Linked DNA regions of Pan troglodytes: region 1 is linked to region 2. The links are chromatin contacts, called in public Hi-C maps. All regions are on one chromosome and are shown on one strand. Each heading gives the region's core, a stretch centred on a gene start, on an enhancer-like site or on the middle of the called end of the contact. The rest is flanking DNA. Distances are from core to core; before and after follow the strand shown. Region 1 overlaps TPD52 (tumor protein D52). Region 2 holds the start of HEY1 (hes related family bHLH transcription factor with YRPW motif 1).

Evidence for each region. Hi-C and Micro-C count contacts between places; a contact is called where the count stands out from the background.
Region 1: a contact with region 2 is called in a Hi-C map of stem cell-derived neural progenitor cells, with 2.3 times the contacts expected there. The contact joins the enhancer-like site here to the promoter of HEY1 in region 2. A contact is called at or near these places in 1 of 7 Hi-C or Micro-C datasets (stem cell-derived neural progenitor cells) and 1 of 1 datasets of contacts at active chromatin or transcription factors (stem cell-derived excitatory neurons).

Annotation. Positions count from the first base shown.
Region 1 is chr7:88,595,890-88,601,375 of NHGRI_mPanTro3-v2.0_pri, forward strand. The region is part of intron 2 of TPD52 (tumor protein D52); the gene reads right to left. Among named protein-coding and RNA genes, the nearest start is that of TPD52, 78 kb to the right of the region's middle. Within about 2 kb of position 1,307, at least 2 of the 24 cell types and tissues checked have an H3K27ac peak or open chromatin away from gene starts, as enhancers often do. A contact at or near this core is called in stem cell-derived neural progenitor cells, where this site is marked.
Region 2 is chr7:88,407,624-88,413,633 of NHGRI_mPanTro3-v2.0_pri, forward strand. It overlaps HEY1 (hes related family bHLH transcription factor with YRPW motif 1), which reads right to left and starts at 3,920. Exons shown (of 5, transcript XM_519823.8): 1 at 3,435-3,920; 2 at 3,084-3,159; 3 at 2,876-2,959; 4 at 2,518-2,599; 5 at 1-1,627. The coding sequence starts at 3,523. The coding sequence ends at 1,044.

The DNA of each region.
Region 1 (5,486 bases), core at 57-2,556, 190 kb after region 2:
AGTGGTAGCCTCTTGCCCATCCATCATCTAGGTGCCTCTGTGCATCCTGGCACACAGGCAGCAATCCCTTGGGTTGTCCTCCACTGTGGGTTGAGATGGTGGGCCCATGACAAAGGAAGATTAACTTCCCCACCCCTACCTTGGGCCCTGAGTTTTCATTTTGCACTGGGCCCTGGGAATTATGCGGCCAGCCCCGGCAGATCTTGATAAATCTGAATCAATCATGTGCTCTCACCCTCATTAATGACTGCTTCACAACTCAGCATGTGATGTAATTCTGGCCAACAGTATATGAAGGAATGCAGAGAAACTTCTACAAGAATTTTCTTACTCTTAAAAGAGACACACGAAAAGAGATGCCCCCTTTCCTGTACCTGTAAATTAATTTTGGATATTATGCCTAGCATTGTTACTGCCATCTCGCAGCCATGATGGGATCAAGCCTGAGTATAAAACCTATACAGGGAAAAAGGCCAGACTAGAATAAAATATTACAAAAAGGAGGATCCACAGTTTTTATCACAACACAATCACAACTGTCTTACCTCTGGGTTCTTTGTTAGGTGAGTTGGTAAGTTTCTTATTGTTTAAAACAGTTAAGGTAGAGTTTTCCGTCAACTGCAACTGAAAGCATCTTCATTACACATGACGGCGCAGTTTCAATACGAGTAATATCTCATAGAGCCTATTATCAACTTCGAAAAAGAATGCCCATTCCTTTAAGATGTCTTGAATCCCCCTTCCTCCAAGTAGATTTCATGTTTTACATAGCCCATATTTTAAATCAAATCATTTAAAAACATTCCCTTCCAAAATTTGTTAGGATATTTTCAGTTGTTTCCTTGATACAGGTAGAAACAATTTTGTTCATATCGATTGAGAGGTACTATCATGACAGATTTAACAAGGAATATTAGAAAGAAAATTAAGTTTTTAATGGGCCTACTTTCTCTTTCTTCCTACCCTAACCTTCCAAAATTAAGTAGATCATCATTAGCTGAAAATAATGTAAGTGAAGAGTAAGAACGAACATAAAAATACACCAAGAGTAGAAATGTTGCCTCACTCTATTTGGCAAGAGAACGATGTAAATAGTTATCATGAAGAGGTAGCGATGTTCTTATGAGAGCATTCTGTTATCAAAACCTATGCCCCTCAAATGGGCTGGAACCTCCTCTCCACATGGCAAAATAGCAATCATAGAAAGCACACTAGCAGATGCATCCCTGTTTACTACCTACCCCCCCACATCAGGGTCCTTATTACAGGAAAGAGTCCCACGCCATCAACAGAGTTCCTTATTTCCCATGGGTAGCTTCTCTGCTACAGGGAGCCAGCTGTTTAACATGCTGACTGGGCCTCTCTTGAGAGCTACCTAGTTCTGCAAAGGAAACTATCTATTCTCAGATAATAATAATGAGAAGACTGGATAGTAACACTTATAATTTCATAACTTTGTGTCATGTAAAGCATCCAAGAGCAGGTAAAGAACACAAATTTCATCTGATTTTGGGAAAATCATAATCTCTTGCAAAAAACAAAACCAGTTAAAGCACAAGATTATAACATTTTTAGAGATAACTTTCAGTAGTGAGAAAATTAATTAAACATTCTTGAGAAGCCATGGAGCTGAAGTCAGTGCACTGACTAACAGAGCAGCTGTCAGTACAAAGTGGGTTCCTGTCCTAATCCTGCTCTGACCTCAGAGTTGAGCCTGAGAACCTGTCAGAAAGGTGCTCTCACAGTGGAAGACATCAAGCAGCAGCTGCTTGAGCTCAGCAAGCTGCAGCCGTTTTCTCTCTTTTTTAAAAAATACAATGCCACTCCAGTTGCGTATTCCATGACACAAGGGCGTGTACAGTTCTCACTGTTGCTGCAGAGGACAGAGAGTTTTTAACTTCATTAGTACATGGCTGTCAAAGGCAGAGGGGTCTACCAGAAACTCTCCAGAATTTGGAGTTGGATGTGTTTGTATGGGTGTATATAGTTATAGTTATAGAATATGGTTACGATGCTACACCTGCCCTTTTTCTAGGAAGTTAAATATTAAAAATTTTTTATCTCATTTATACAAAAGTAACATTTAAATTTCATTTTAGAACATTTGAGGAAAGAAATAAATATAAAAGAATGGTTGAGGGAGAGCAAGCAAATCATACATATAAAGAGAGAAAGAGTGATAGATAGAGACAGACATAAAGATCATTGACACAGAGAAGCACAATAGAAACATGCTAATAACTTCCTTTAATTTTGGGGTGGTCATTTGTGCAACAGTATTAGACTGAGTCACATCTCCCTAGTGGTAACACTGCTAATTGTTTCTCTGATTCTTTTCTTTTATACATGGGGGACAAAGATGGGAAATTCGTGGTGAAAAAGAAAGGAATTTGTGTGCTTATTAATTCTTCCTGCTATAACTACACACACCCTCTACAATGCCTGACCTGGAGTGGCTGCTCCATGGAACTCTTTCCCAGGTTTTGCTGCTATCTCCCCTGGAGGGATCATTTCTGTTAACTCACAGAGGCAGCACTGCTATTAAAAATATCTCTCTGTGGTTTTGCTTCTTCTGTATTATTTGATGCTACAGATGATGTAATGATTAGTTTTATGTACCAACTTGGGCTATAGTGCCCAGTTATTTAATTAAATACAAATCTAGGTGTTGCTGTGACATTATTTTGAAGATGGTGTTAACATCTACAATTACCCTCAATAATGTGAGTGGGCCTCATCTAATCAGTTGAAGGCCTTAAGAACAAAAACTGAGGTTTCCTGGAAAAGAAATTATGCCTCAAGACTGCAGTATCGACTCCTGCTTGAGTTTTCAGTCTGCCCTGAACATTTCAGACTTAACAGTCCCCACAATTAGGTGAGCCAGTGCCTTAAAATAAATCATCTATAGCTATAGCTATAGTTCTTACTGGTTCTGTTTCTTTGGAGAACAGACTGATAAAGATGGTAACACCAACTTTTCTATTTTGCAAATGGAAACCCTAAATTCTCCAATCTATGCTGGTTATCTATCACGGCCACATACTGATTCCAGGCACTACAAGAGGCTCAGGAGCACACAAACTCCCTCTCCTTAGTCTCATGGGGACTAAGTTCATTACCTGAAACTGTGATCAAGGTTTTAACCTTTCATGACTGGTAGCTTTCCTTTCCTTACTGTCATACCTCAGCTGGATTTTCCCCTGGCTGGAGATTTGCACAGAAGAAGTTCCTTTCCTGTTTGCTTGGTATCCTTTGCTACATTTGATACTAATTAAAGTAGAATGTATATAAATATAATACATAAAAGTATACAAAAGTACACACACACATGCATGCGCACTATACAGTCTTTTTCATAAATTGTCCTAGACTAACTGGATAATCATATGAAACAAAAAGAAACGTGACTTCTACATCCTGCCATTTACTAAAATCAATTCAAGGTGGAATATATGTTTATATAGTGTGTGTGTGTGTGTGTGTGTGTGTGTATTTTTCTTTCTTGAAAATACAATATGAAGATACATACAACAAAACCTTAATTATATCAAAGCCTTGAAGAATGGAGCCCTCTGGTTAAATAAATGTTCTAGGTTGCTGGAAATTTGTCTCCTTTCTTTGTTGAGCCTTTCTATATTTCCATTTAAATATAGAAAAGATGGGGGGGGGAAAAAACCAAGAGTAAGATGACTGATTTAAATACAAATATATCAGTAATTACATGAAATATAAAGGAACTAAGCAATTAAAAGTCAAAGATTGGCAGACTGGATAAAGCCCTACTAAATGCTGTTTGCAAGAGTCACACTTTAAATAAATACAAGACACAGAAAGGTTAAAAGTAAAAGGACAGGCAAAGATATACTATGTGAACACTAACTAAAATAAAGCTGGTGTAGCCATATTAATAAAGAGTTAAAGCTTCAGGGTATGAAACAAAAGGAACATTTCATAATGACAAATGGATCAATTCCACCAGGAAGAAAATCATTCTAAATTCTTAGGCACCTAATAATACAATCCCAAATATGTACATCAAAACCTGATAGAACTAAAAGGAGAAATGGCCAAATATACAATCACAGTGGCAAATTTTATGAGTAACTAACATAACAAGCAGCAAAAACTAATCATTTTTGAGGACTTAAAGATCTGAACACCACAACTAACAATATTGAACCTACTGGCATACACAAGACACTACATACAACAGGTAAAAAATACACATTTATTTTTCAAATGTACATGAAACATTTGTCTATGCTGTTCACATTCTAGGCAAATAAAGTAAGTTTCAACCAACAAAACAATAATATTTAAGATAATACGATATTGGTTCAAAGACATGGTACAGAATAGAGATACCAGAAACAGCCATTTATAGGCCTTTATTTTCGGAAAAAGGTAGCACTGCAAAACAGTAAAAGAAGGACAGTCTTTTTCATAAATTGTTCTAGGCTAACTGGATAATCATATGAAAAAAATGAAATTTGACTTCTACCTCATCCCATATACTAAAATCAATTCCAGGTGGATTTTAGAGTTGAATATAAATGGTTAAACAATAAAACTTCTAAAATATATATTAAGACCATATTCTACACTTTGGGATACGTAAAGCCTTCTTAAACTGAACACAAAAAGTATTATATAAAGGAAAAGATGGATATACTGAATTACTACTTTTGTTCATCAAGCTTCCACAAAAGAGTGAAAAGGCAAGCCATAGAGTGGGAAAAAATGTAAGTAACCAAGAAAGGGTCACTACCCAGATGTATAAAGAAATGCTACAAGTGAATCTTTTTTTTTAAAGAAAATCCTACAGAAAAATGGGCAATTAAATTTTTCTGTATGTATGCATATACACTAAAAAGGGATTTTAAAATAGACAATAAACATGAAAAGTTCTCAACCTCAAGAAAATACAAATTAAAACTGCAATAAAATAATGCCCTACCAGAATGGCTATATTTTTTTAAACATTGACAGTAACAACTGTGTGAAGTAATTGGAACTCGCATTCATTCCTGGGTAGGAATATAACTACTATATCCCTGAAGCTAGGCACACTACATGCTCCTGTATTCTCAGCTATTTGGGAGGCTGAGGCAAGAGGATTCCTTGAGCCCAGGAGTTAGACTCCAACCTGGGCAATAGTGAGACCTCACCTCTAAAAAAAAATTTAAAATTAAAACATAAAAATTAAAACATAAAAAATATAGCCTCTTTGGAAAATGGTTTGGCATTATCTTCTAAACATACGCATATCCTATGACCAGCAATTTTACATATATAGATATATAGATATATCTATATATGCACACATACACACTCATGGAAACTCTGTTCCAAAAAGGGGGAAACAGGAGGCACATAACAGACTGTATTCTGCAACGATTCTGAAATCTAGCCAATGTTACCAGTTGCTTGATTAGGGCTTAGTCTTACTGTCTGAGAAAGATACCCTGGGGCTTTTCTCTGCCTTC
Region 2 (6,010 bases), core at 2,670-5,169:
TAAATAAATCAAAGAGAAGGAGGCAGGAAAGCCCTTTTAAATACCTTGGCAACCACAGTTCCATGCACCAAAAGGAAAACTCACATAAAAATTTCCAGTTAAAAGAAAATATGGCAGTCCCAGGAAAATTAGGTTATGCATTTAACAGGTTCCACTGTACTACTCAATTGACCACTCGCACACCATGATCACTTATCCACGTTAACATTTGTGAATTTGAGATCCGTGTGATTAAAAATTCTTTGCGTTGCTGGGGCTGGTAAATGCAGGCATATTCTATTCAATTACCTTCAGTTTCCTTTCCACCAACACTCCAAATGAGACCTAACCTATCAGCGGCTCTCTCCTAACTAAATCAGAACTGCCAGTCCTGGCAGATACCAGCAGCTGGTCAGATGGATTCAGGGCCACCAACAGTTTGTACATTCACCTTTCTGCTATAGGAGGCCGACAATTTACTAGTCTTCTTTCTTGGATAAAGCTGATCATCTGATTTGTCAACGCTTTGTTCAGAAATATAAAATTCAATATAGTTCCCCTCCCCCCAAAAGAATATTATTTATACAACACCTTAATCTGTCAAAATATTAACAAACAGAATCATGTTAACATTAAGCATAGTGGTTTGGAAAATTAATTCTAAAAACAGACCATAACTATACAAGGAGAAAAACAGACCAAAAATACTAAATGTTAAGATTCCCCAAATTTTGAGGCAAAAACGGAATCATTCTGGTTTACAAAGTAAATTAGGCACAGTACAAACCTATCACAAAGTGTTGGCTTATACTCACTATTTCAATTTAATGTCTTGAACAAAATTTAACAACTAGTTTTTAAAAACTGCTAATACATGACATGATGAAAAAAACATTAAAAAAGAAAAAAGTAAACCAACAAACCTTTAGTCTTTAAAAAAAAAAATTATCTGAAAGTGTACCTTTTTCCTTTTTACTTTTACTGACGACTTTAAGGTGATGTTGGCAACAGTCCAGCCCAGCTGGGATTTTAAACTTTCCCCTCCCTCATTCTACATCAGTTCTTTAAAAAGCTCCGATCTCCGTCCCCCAAGGTCTATAGGGCTTGCCAAGGTTTGCAGCCTGCGTGGGTGCTGAAGGGCTCAGTGCATTGGGAGACAGTAAGTGGAAGGAGCCGAAAGAGAAGGGGAAGGCCGACAGGGAGGCCACTGAGGAGAGCAGAGGCGGCGACAGTTTGGAGGCGGAGGTGACCACAGGGAGCACCGGTCCGAGGCTGCCGCTAGGGGGCGCTCGCAAAGCAGGCGCCTCCGGATGTGCCGAGCCCAGCCTGCCCTGGTGGTGCGGTTCCGTGGGTGAGGCCGTGGTGCCCGCGTTCCCGTGGCCGTTCTGGGGCAGCAACAGCGGGTGCGCGATGTGCGGGTGATGTCCGAAGACGGTCCCCCAGGGAATGTGTCCGAGGCCCGCGTGGGCGCCGCTCGCGGCTTCCCGCTGGGAAGCGTAGTTGTTGAGATGCGAAACCAGTCGAACTCGAAGCGGGTCAGAGGCATCTAGTCCTTCAATGATGCTCAGATAACGCGCAACTTCTGCCAGGCATTCCCGAAATCCCAAACTCCGATAGTCCATAGCAAGGGCGTGCGCGTCAAAGTAACCTAAGGAAAAGAACAAAAGAAAAATCTCAGGGCTTTGCCCGTTTCCCTTATTTCTTAAGTCCCAGAGACAGCCCTTCCTGGCAGATACCTGCATCCCTTAAAACACAACAGTCAGGGGTTCTTCCGAAAGTCTAAATACTTTGGAATCAACAAAAATCTTTGCATTAATCAACATAAGCAGAATGTGTTTGCTAATGCAAGTTCAAAGCCCAATTAGAAGCTGCAGAGCAGAAATTGGAATTATACCCTACCAGCAGATGAAACTATGTTCATTCCTTTAATGTTTTCCCTCAACAACAACAAAAAATACATCAAGGGCAGAGAAACCACAGAGCAGTGAAATTCATTAGACACACAGATGTAAGTTATCATCGCGGAGCTTTTATAGGCACTTGGACCTCAGTAAAGCATTTTCCTGCTGGAGAGACAGACACACAGACCTTGGTCTCCTGTTAGGTTTCCTCTACTTAACCAGAATACATTTCTTTCCTCAAGAGGCATGTGGCAGCACCTTTTTTTTTTTTAATCCCGTATTCCAAAAATAAGACCACATATTGTTTTTAAATGCTTTTTCTCAAAATAGCAATGGACAAATGTGAAAGCTACCTGATCTGAATCAGGGCTGTCACAACTTTTGAAGACCTCACAAATAATAGGTATTTTTCCAAAAGATGCACTAGCTCAATCCGCAGAGAGCTGGGGTGGTGAATTCACTGGAGAAGATTCTATGTGCATTCGAAAATGTACTGACAGGGAACTGCACACACCACACACCGTTCTCTCCCCACCCCCAAAGAAAAATCAGGCAGCTACTGCACCAATCCTGGCCTTCAGCCGCTGCTCACTCTATGCCAACCACTCAGAGCCCCCACTAGGTCTAGGAGATGTACCTTTCCCTCCTGCCGTATGCAGCATTTTCAGGTGATCCACGGTCATCTGCAGGATCTCGGCTTTTTCTAGCTTAGCAGATCCCTAAAGATGAGAATGGCAAAAGATTGATTTGGCACAAGTTCCTTTGGGGAACAATTTAAAATATGCAAACATATATACAAAGATACATGCTTTGTAAATCGTAAAGCATGGACTAAAGCAAAATCAGTTGTCTTCACAAAATACGCTGGTATCTGTGTACGAATTCATCTAGGCACAAGCAACACAGCTATTTTCCAAGGCGGATGAGATTAATGGGGGGAAGATTCAGAAGGTGCAGATAGCTATGCTGAGAGCTTTACCTACTTGCTCCATTACCTGCTTCTCAAAAGCACTGGGTACCAGCCTTCTCAGCTCAGACAAACTGTTATTGATCCGGTCTCGTCGGCGCTTCTCAATTATCTGCAGAAGGCAAGCAAAACAAAGGAAGGCATTACCATTACGACTGTAAATTTCAAAGACAAAAAAAGGTGGTTATTTCCGTTAATCAATAACAAAAATAAAAGGAGAGTGTAAAGAGACTCACTCCTCTCCGTCTTTTTCTGGCCAAAATCTGGGAAGATGTAGTTGGGGACATGGAACCTAGAGCCGAACTCAAGTTTCTGAAAAGAGAAAAAGAACAAACAAAAACTGAAATCGCCGTTAAACGAGGAGAGGTGATCTGAGAGGTCGCCCCCACACCCTCCCCGCACTCAGACTTTTTTTGCCACTTGGGCTGGAAGGCGCCTAGGGGTTCCCTGACCGCAGGCTGCCGCCAGCCTGCGACGCGCGGAGGTCAGCGCAGGGCACCGGCGCGCCAAGGGTCCTAGCCCGCTGTCACCGCGGCAGGCCTGCGCTCGCCTCCCGCTCTGGCTCCGCTCCGCCGCCGCCAGCTCACCCATTCTCGTCCGCACTCTCCTTCTCCACCTCGATGGTCTCGTCCAGCTCGCTGTCCGAGGAGCTGTACTCGGGGTGAGCTCGCTTCATGCTGGCTGCCTGGGGGATCCAGGGGAGGGTCGGCGCGGCGGGCAGGGAGGAGTTAACTACAGCGGCGCCTCTCCGCTCTCGGCTGCTCGCGTTCCGCACACACTGATCCCGCTCACGCTTTGCCTCTGGTTAAAACTCAACCATCCTTTCCCACGCTGAGCCCCTTCCCAGGGCCCTGGGGAGGGCGGGGGAGTGGGGAAGGCGGGCGAGGGGGCGGAGAGGCGGGGCGGCAACTCCAGGGCAACAGCCGCCCCCCGGCCAATCCGGTTTCTCGCGCCGCTGATTGGCAGCCGCTCCTGGGAGGGGCGGGAGCGAGGCCGAGGGCGCTAGCGGACCGCGCCCCCGCCCTCCGCGCCCGCCCCTGCCTGGCGGCGGTGCGTCGTCTCCGCGGGGGCTCTGCCCGGCCTGCACTCAGGGGAAGGAGGAGGCGCGGGCGGCGGGGAGGCGCGGGAGGCCGGGCCGGGACACAAGCCCGCGGGCGGCCGCGGCTCCTCCCCGCCCCGCGCGCCCCGATTGGCCTGGCCGCGCGCCAGGGCCGAGCCTGCAGCGCCTCCGGTGAGCCGCACGCGCCGCGGGCCGTGGGAAAGTGCCGGCGCCGCGGCCGCCAGCCAATCCGGGCGGCCGGCGACGGCGACGGCGGCGGCCGCGCTGGCGGCAGCGGCGGCGGCGCTGGGCGTCCGCATGAATGGAGAAGAATGGGCAGGCGGGGAGCCGGGCCGCGCGAGGGCGCGCCGGCGGGGGCTGGGCGGCCGCCGGCCGGGCCCCCAGTGTGAACCTGTAATCGGAGCCTGGGCGCCGGCCGGCCTCGGAAGCCGCCGCCTAGCGCCACCGTAAATCTCGCCCGCGTGGCCGCCAGTGCCCGGCGGCTGGAGGCGCGCGCTGTTGGTGGGGCCGTGCCGGGTGCACCTGGCCGGGCTGCGCGCCGGCGGCTCCGCGGAACCCGCAGGGAGCCGGGAGAGGGGGCGCCGGGCGCGTCCACAGTGGCCACCAGCCCAAGGGCCGGTCACATGGAGGAGCAAGCTGTGGGCTCAGGGGACGCTCTTTTTGATTTCTGGGGCCGAGGCCGCACATGCAGCCAGACTCGTTTCCGCAGGGGCTTCCCAGCCGCGGAATGGAATGAATACCCCAGTGCATCTCATTTACGGGGAAGTGGAGCACTTGTTTTCTCGGCCGCCTTGGGGAAAAAAAAACCCAACGGTCCCTGGGAATAATCATTATGCTGGGATTTTTTGTTGTTCCCCCGCTGTCCCCCCCCCGCCCCCTCCCCCCGGCGGCCAGATCCTCTCAGCGGGCGACAGGGTGGCGGTGCTGGCGTTTGCGTCTGAGGCCGGCCTTGCTGAGGGAATGCACGTCACTGGCCCCAGACACACACCTCTGGCTTCGGTGGCTTGGCGTGGCGTGTACTGGGTGCTACGTGAAGTCCCCCCCGAGTCCACTAAGAAGACAGATTTTTTTTAAAAAATACAGTTGTAAATCTCGAAACTGATTTCTGATTCCAGAAACAGAATGGTTGTTTTAAATTTGAAAATCCGGTCTTCTGTCCCTTACAAAGGTACAGAGCAATTCGCATTCGTCTCAGATCCACTCTGAAGCTTGTAGTCCTGTCTGTGAGGGAAAGCTTAATATCCATCGGTGAGAATAACAAAAGGCGTTTTCTCTTTGCAAAAAGCTTCCTGGTTTCTAGACTTCCTTATTGATCTCAATGCCATCTTTTTTTTTTTTTTTTTTTTTTTGAGATGGTGTCTCACTCTGTCGCCCAGGCTGGAGTGCAGTGGCGCGATCTCGGCTCACTGCAACCTCCGCCTCCCGGGTTCAAGCAATTCTCCTGCCTCGGCCTCCCCAGAAGCTGGGATTACAGACGCGCGCCACCATGCTCAGCTAATTGTTTTTGGTATTTTTAGTAGAGACGAGGTTTCACCATGTTGGCCAGGCTTGTCTCAAACTCCTGATCAAAGGTGATCCGCCTGCCTTGGCCTCCCAAAGTACTGGGATTACAGGCGTAAGCCACCGCGCTCGGCCTCAATGCCATCTTAACACACCCTGGATGCCAAGCACTCTGAGTGGCCGGCCTGGGCCTGATCCATAGTTCCTCTCTGGGCACCCCCATCCCTCCACCACCGCCCCCAACGGGAAACACAACCTCCTGGCTCCCACTGAAGCTTATTCCACTTCACATCACCTCCAGCCCTCAGCCTTTCCATGCAGCCCCTCTGCTTCCCTGTCTAGGCTGGGCCCTTCCATCAGCCAGCCTGGGTTTGTTGTTGCTGGCACCCCAGACCTCTGGCTTCCTGAAACTCCACCGCATGCTGCCTGTTAGTTGTCAGTCCGAGGTCAATCCCACCACCCGGCTTTCTCTCTGGAAGTGCAAATTTTAAGGCTCCTTCCTGGCCCTCCCAGTCTTCAGTCCAGGGCATCCATCACTACTTCCTGCCTCTTCCCTCCCAGAAACTGATGGTCCAGGCATAGGAAACCATCCCACCTGCTCTC